2 separate regions of the Macaca mulatta genome follow, and region 1 is linked to region 2. Evidence: chromatin contacts called from public Hi-C data. All regions are on one chromosome and are shown on one strand. The core of a region is the stretch at or near the end of the contact, and the rest is flanking DNA. Distances in the headings are between cores, read along the strand shown. Region 1 holds the start of PPM1D (protein phosphatase, Mg2+/Mn2+ dependent 1D). Region 2 holds the start of APPBP2 (amyloid beta precursor protein binding protein 2).

The links. A called contact is a pair of places that touch in the nucleus more often than the background predicts.
Region 1: a Hi-C map of fetal cortex germinal zone shows a contact between it and region 2, with 1.9 times the contacts expected there. The contact joins the promoter of PPM1D here to the promoter of APPBP2 in region 2. A contact is called at or near these places in 2 of 14 Hi-C or Micro-C datasets (cortical neurons and fetal cortex germinal zone).

The regions. Positions count from the first base shown.
Region 1 is chr16:48,332,548-48,335,550 of T2T-MMU8v2.0, reverse strand. PPM1D (protein phosphatase, Mg2+/Mn2+ dependent 1D) reads right to left here and starts at 1,371. Exons shown (of 6, transcript NM_001260836.2): 1 at 858-1,371. The coding sequence starts at 1,329.
Region 2 is chr16:48,252,479-48,255,828 of T2T-MMU8v2.0, reverse strand. It overlaps APPBP2 (amyloid beta precursor protein binding protein 2), which reads left to right and starts at 1,469. Exons shown (of 13, transcript NM_001261507.1): 1 at 1,469-1,832. The coding sequence starts at 1,695. It overlaps LOC144335461 (a long non-coding RNA gene), which reads right to left. Exons shown (of 2, transcript XR_013406343.1): 2 at 1,443-3,350. LOC144335477 (a long non-coding RNA gene) reads right to left here and starts at 1,263. Exons shown (of 2, transcript XR_013406359.1): 1 at 1,126-1,263; 2 at 486-612.

The DNA of each region.
Region 1 (3,003 bases), core at 122-2,621, 80 kb before region 2:
AAATTTTTAGACATTTAAGACCTTTATTTCCTTCTAGCACACAGTAATTCCTTGCCTTTTCCTATTTTGATGGGCATTTACAATTTGTAAGTACTATTTAAACTAGGCACTGTTGAAAACTACCTGAAAGCAATCAGCTAAGGCAATCTGCAAAAAGAAAGCCCAAGCACAATTTAAGGCACACCCTTAACACGGGGCCAGTTTAAGAGGTAACAACACGTTCCGCGTTTTTATTTTTCATAAGCAGTACACGTTTATAATCCTAAAAACATCTCACCATCATTACAACGGAATTCCTTCCAAAACTTTAAGATGCCGGATGGTTACATTTCAGCCCTTCTAAACTAGCTTACGCTTTACTCCAGCAACCAGCCCCAGCAATCCCGGGTCAATCTGGAGAACTGACACCACCGGTAGGCGGCAACCGAGAGGGACAAGACTTTCAGGAGCAGAATTATGACAGATTCTCTAAGGAAACACTACAATTTTTCCTTCGCCTGGCCCAGGTGCAACACCGATTTATCTTTTGGCCAAAATCTGGCGCCAGGTTTCAAACACGTTTTCATTGGTTGCCACCACAGTGAAGCAGGGAAGGGAGAGGGCTGCTTCCCATTGATCCTTGGAGGATGGAAATAAAGCAAGAAGAGGTTGCAGGGAGACAGCAATCCTATCTTCCCCAAGGCCACTTGGTTTGCCCGGACCTCCACCCAGCAAAGCGCTATTCCACCGTTTGGTAACTTCCATCAATGTACACTTTGGTTGCGCTCTGGGTGCCGGGGGCCCACGCGGGGCTAGTGCCATAAAAGCCCTGAACTGCCTGAAAAAGCGGCGGGCGCCAAACAAGCCAGGGAACGTACCCAGTTTCTTCCACATGGCGAGGTGACAAGCGAGAAAGCCTTTGCGGATGGCAGCGCAAACCTTAGCCGGCTCGGATGAGGTGAAACCCTTCTGCTTCTTGATAAAACCCCACAAGTGCTCCCGGGCAAACTGTGCCGCCTCCCGCCCGCCGTGCCCGTCGCACACGGCGAAAAAGGCCACGGAGGAACGGCGGCGGCAGCAGCGGCTGGGTGCAGGCGAGGCCCCGGCGTCCGGGGGAGGGTCGCGAGCCTCTCGGGCTGCCACCGCTGGGCCTTTCCCCGAGACTTCGCCGCCGGCAGGGGCGGGCGGCGACGGCCGCAGAGACAACGGCTGAGACAGCGACCGCCGCGGCGAGGGCTTTTCTTCAGCCGTCGGTTCAGGCTCCACAACGATCTGAGTAACGTCCTCCATGTACTTCCTCCCGCCCTGGTCGGAGAAGACGCTCACTCCCAGCGAGTACAGCCCCGCCATGGCCGGCTGGCCGGGATCCCGCCGGTCCCACGCAGCCCGCCGAATCCGGCGGCGGGAGACACACTAGGCGCTCGCCGGCCAACTATTGTTTATCTTCGACGACGCCGAGAGGGGGGAGGGGGCGGTCCCGGAGAGGGGGGGCGCGCGATGTCTGGACTTGTCCGCGAGAGCTGGGCCGGAGCGCCGGAGAGAGCAAAGCCAAGCAGTTGCGCCTGCGCACTGTGCTTCCCCCGCCCGTCCGCGCCCACCACACAAATCAGGCGTTCTCCCCCGCTGACGTCACCCGGCTCTCTGAGCCCGACCAATCCGGAGTCGAGTGGAGCGAGCCCGCCCTCCGTCCCCGCCTTCGCTCCCGCCCGCGACAGCCGCGCTCCCTCCTCCCGCTGCTGGCGCTGGGCCCGCGCACCTACCAATTTGCTTCACCCACGCCGCGGGCTTTTTCGCCCTCCGGGTTGTCGGCGGTTGCTGATCCTTTTCCGAGCGACTTGGTCTGTGTAGGTTTTTGGCTTAGTCCAGGGTTCTTAATGCGGCCTGCTGGCTTTGGCGTCCCGCTGCTCCCTTTGCCGGGAAGGTGGTGTGGACTCGGGCCCCCAGCGAGTGGAGAATGAAAGGAGAAGAGTTCACCCTCCTCCTGAGCGAAATGGCGGGAAACCTCCCTTCCGAGGGGCGATTGTGAGCTGGCCGGAACAAGTGCGGCACCCTTAAACTGGATCTGGGTGGGACGTATCCGACTGGGAATGGAGGAGGGAGGCAGTCCAGTTCTGTTTTTAAAAAGCATTTGGGAAATTTCCACCGTCAGCTGCACAGTCTCGGTTCACGTAACTAGGTATTGTCAGAGACGAAAGAGGGCTGTATTCTAACAAATTCTTAGCAGATCTTTTCAGCTTTTGTTAAAGGTAGTGCTTGTTCCGACCAGCTCTGGATACAGCATTTTATTCCTGCGGTATCACTTCAAGTTATCACTTGAAAATAACTGACAAAACCTGCCAAGAGCCCTAGTGCTCTAACGGTTTGGTGATCGTCCCGTCTCTTCACCGAGTCGGTCACAATCCCAACGCTAAAACCTTTGCACTGATTTTCACGGAATTAAGCCGCAGAGCGAGGAATACACTAGTATTTGCTCAGCATACGTTTTGTAGTTGAATCACTTTAAAGTTCACTTTTCCCGTTTTTGGCCACTTCATCATCAATCTGTACTTTACAACCTTTGAGAACTTCAAATGGCCTGAAAACAGTATGGAAACGGGAATGGGGGGAATGTACATACAGTTGGCACAAGAAATACAAATAGAAAAGATCTTTATACCAATAAAAATATAAATAAGAAAAAGCAGCTCAAGAAAATGTAGAAAATCGGGCCGGGCGCGGTGGCTCAAGCCTGTAATCCCAGCACTTTGGGAGGCCGAGACGGGCGGATCACGAGGTCAGGAGATCGAGACCATCCTGGCTAACACGGTGAAACCCCGTCTCTACTAAAAAATACAAAAAACGAGCCGGGCGAGGTGGCGGGCGCCTGTAGTCCCAGCTACTCGGGAGGCTGAGGCAGGAGAATGGCGTAAATCCGCGAGGCGGAGCTTGCAGTGAGCTGAGATCCGGCCACTGCACTCCAGCCCGGACGACAGAGCCAGACTCCGTCTCAAAAAAAAAAAAAAAAAAAGAAAATGTAGAAAATCT
Region 2 (3,350 bases), core at 220-2,719:
TGTAGAGATGGGGGGCTTGCTATGTTGCCCAGGCTGGTTACAAATAAGTTTTTAGTATAAATATGTTCCCTGCAATATTTGCAGAGATAATAGATAATTATTCTTTTATGTGGGGCAGGGATCCTGAGCTTCAAAAGCACTAGTGTCTACTTAGTGATGAAGGATTTGCTGAATGAACTAATACACTTGAGTGACTCCGAAGGCATGAGCAAAACTATTGCATGGAACATACTTACATTTCAAAACCATTTGTTGGTTATATGACATTAAGATGTGACTGGGCATTTGTATTTTTTTACTTGCTAAATCTGCCAATCTGATCTTGAGGCCATCCACAGCTTTACTAGGTTCATAGATTATAGAACAAGAATTTATATAGACTGAAAAAGATTAAGAGTGTTTGTTTATTTTTTTTGTGGAATTATTTAATCACTTAACCCCGAAGTAGCAGGTGAAGGGTAAACTGAAAGAACTCTTTCCACTTCTTTTAGCTCTAAATATCCACCAGGACATTTTTATTATTGCTGTTTTCAGGACTCACATCGTTATACAGTGACTATGAGTTTGATAGTGTCACCAACCATTATGGCCAATAATTTCCATGTTAAATTCCTAGAACAGAAAGATGTTGCATCAAATTCTTGAAATCGCAGACTTAGGAAATTAAGTTACATAAACAGCAGATGTTCAGGCTGAGGAAGGAAAGAAGTTGATACAAGTACTCCCAATTATTCAACAATCCCTTGAAGCCACCACTGTAAGGGAATTGAAACACCATTAAGTCCTATCACGGCCACCACTTAGCCTTTTTTCTCTTACTATTATTTGTAATTCCATAATCAAGCTAGTTTTCCTACTAAGTTCTAGGGCAGGAGTTTTCTTTTTTCGGAAATTTTATTTGGATAAAGAAACATGGTCAAAAAGTTAAAACGGTGCATGCAAACGGTTATACAAAGAAAAACAAGTCTCTTCTATCGTTACCCCTAGTTCCTGGACCGCGGGTTCTTAACTTGGGTTAGGAACTGCAGTCTAAGGATTTTTACAGTAATGTGAATTTTCTCAATGCATAATTTTCAATGTGCAGATAATTTTGCTCGTTTGTGGGGAGAGGATCCAAACTTTTACCTGAGCCTTAAAAGGGTCCGTGATGCAGAGAACCTGCTGAAGTAACCGATGCGCCCGAGTGACTCGGAATGGGGGGTGCAGATATCCTGTAATAATTTGTCCCCGTGTGAAAAGTCTACCCCTATCCACTCCACTCCACTCCACTCCGGGGCCGCTTGGAAAGCACGCTCTCCGTGGGAGGAATCCAGCTCTTCCTAAGTTTTCCGCCTGCCGCATTCCTCCCCTCCGGCGCGTCGGCGTGCTTTTACGTCATGACGCCGCACACGCAGCCCCGCCCCTGCAGAGATCGGCGCTGGGACGGAACCCGGGTTCCTCTCAAACCCGGAATGTGAGGCTTTGGCCTGGCTGGCCCCTGTTTTGTGTCCCACTTTTTACTCGGGCCTGCGTCCGCTGCCGCCGTCCCTCAGTTTGCCCTCGGAGAAGGCAGGGCGGCCGTGCCTCCTGCCGTGCGCCCGCGTGGCTGCCACCGCCCCTCCGAATCCTCCGGGGCCGCAGAGGGGTTCGCTACGGAGGGAGGTGCGGGCCTTCGGGAGGAGGAGGCGGAGGAGGCGGAGGAGGAGGGAAGGAAGATGGCGGCCGTGGAACTAGAGTGGATCCCAGAGACTCTCTATAACACCGCCATCTCCGCTGTCGTGGACAACTACATCCGCTCCCGCCGAGACATCCGCTCCTTGCCCGAGAACATCCAGTTTGATGTTTACTACAAGGTATGCGCCGTGGGCCTCCTCTCTGCTCTCCTCCAGCAACCCCGGGGGCCGCACCCCCTTCCACGTCTGCGAACCCCCGCAGTTAACCCCTCACCCCTCGCAGCAGGCTTGCCTCCCGAAACGTCTGGTGTGGTGTCCGCGTTGCCAATGGAGAAGCACCCTATCTGCCCATGCCGTCTCTTAAGCTTTGGGGCATTGAAATCTTCCTGAGGAGTCTTGTTCCCTTTTGGTGTTCCCTTCTACACAGTGGCCCTCTTGGGTAGGCCTTTTGCGTGGACTTCCTCTGTCGCGCCCCTGTCCCATCTAGTCCTTTCCTTCTAGCCGGTATCTTCAAGATATTTTCCACCCTCTCCATCAAGTGTCAGCATCAGCTGGACTTTTTTCCGTGCTCCTCCCCCTACCCCTTCCTACTTTCTCATCTCGCCGCCTTCCTTACCCGAGTGTTTTGGTGTTTTTGCTTCGTGTTCCTTCGTTTCTCCTTTCCCAATTGGGAAGGAGTTAGGGATTATTGGAAATGATCTGTGTGTTTTATTTGCATGTTCTTTAAAGCTTTGTTTTTTTGTGGGAGAGGAGGGGGTCTGTACTTGAAGTTGAATTAGGGATTTTGTGAAAATGGGAGTGCTGATCAACTGTTTGAAGAGGACAGGGAGAGATCTTTACTGAAAGAAAAAAATACTTTAGATTGTGTTCCTGTGTTTGAAAGTTGCAATCTTGCAGCATTCTTAAATCGCTCCCCCTCAAAAATCTGAACAGAAAGTCTCCCAAGCTACTCTCCAAGGAGTTTCAAGGGTAAGTGTCCTTAGTTGTGTTTTGAGAGTGTGGAGAACTTTATGGACTCAGAGCCTGCCTTTTTCTTTCCCCCACATTTGAATGTGAACACTGGATTTATTATTCAGCCCTCCTTGTCTTGAATCTGCGTCGATAACTCCTAAGTAGAATGTAATTTATTTTTTTGACCTTAAATACTTCCTCTTGATCTGTAAGTTGGCTGGAACAGTGTAAACTGACGTTTTAACAAATGTGTATGTTCTTATGTATGTACGGTGTTTTATGGCAATTGTTTTATGGGGAAGATTGCCTGCTTTCTCCACCCCTAGAAAGTTTTTTTTTTTTTTTCCAGAATTAGCAGTTGATGGACTGCTTTCTATTAAATCCAGCTGCTTTGCACCAGTTCTAACAATTAAAGTGGGGTTTCCCCCCTAAATATTTGGAGAAGATTCATTTAGGTCATGCATATTATTATTTTGGATTTAGAGAAAAAGCTCCCTTTATCCTAATCCCTTTGATACGTTGATTTACTTTTGTGTATATCTAAGGAAATTTTGTTCATTTAAGATACATTCCTCCCCAGGAAGGACAAATTAGATGTGTCTTTCTCAGCCTGGGAAACTGCAGCTTTGTGTGTGCTCTCTGTCCATTTTATTAAATCATATGTAATCTTGTACCGCGTATGCAATCTCTCAGAGGAAATCATTGGGAATGTCATCAAAGTATATTTACTAGTTGAATTCGCTCAGA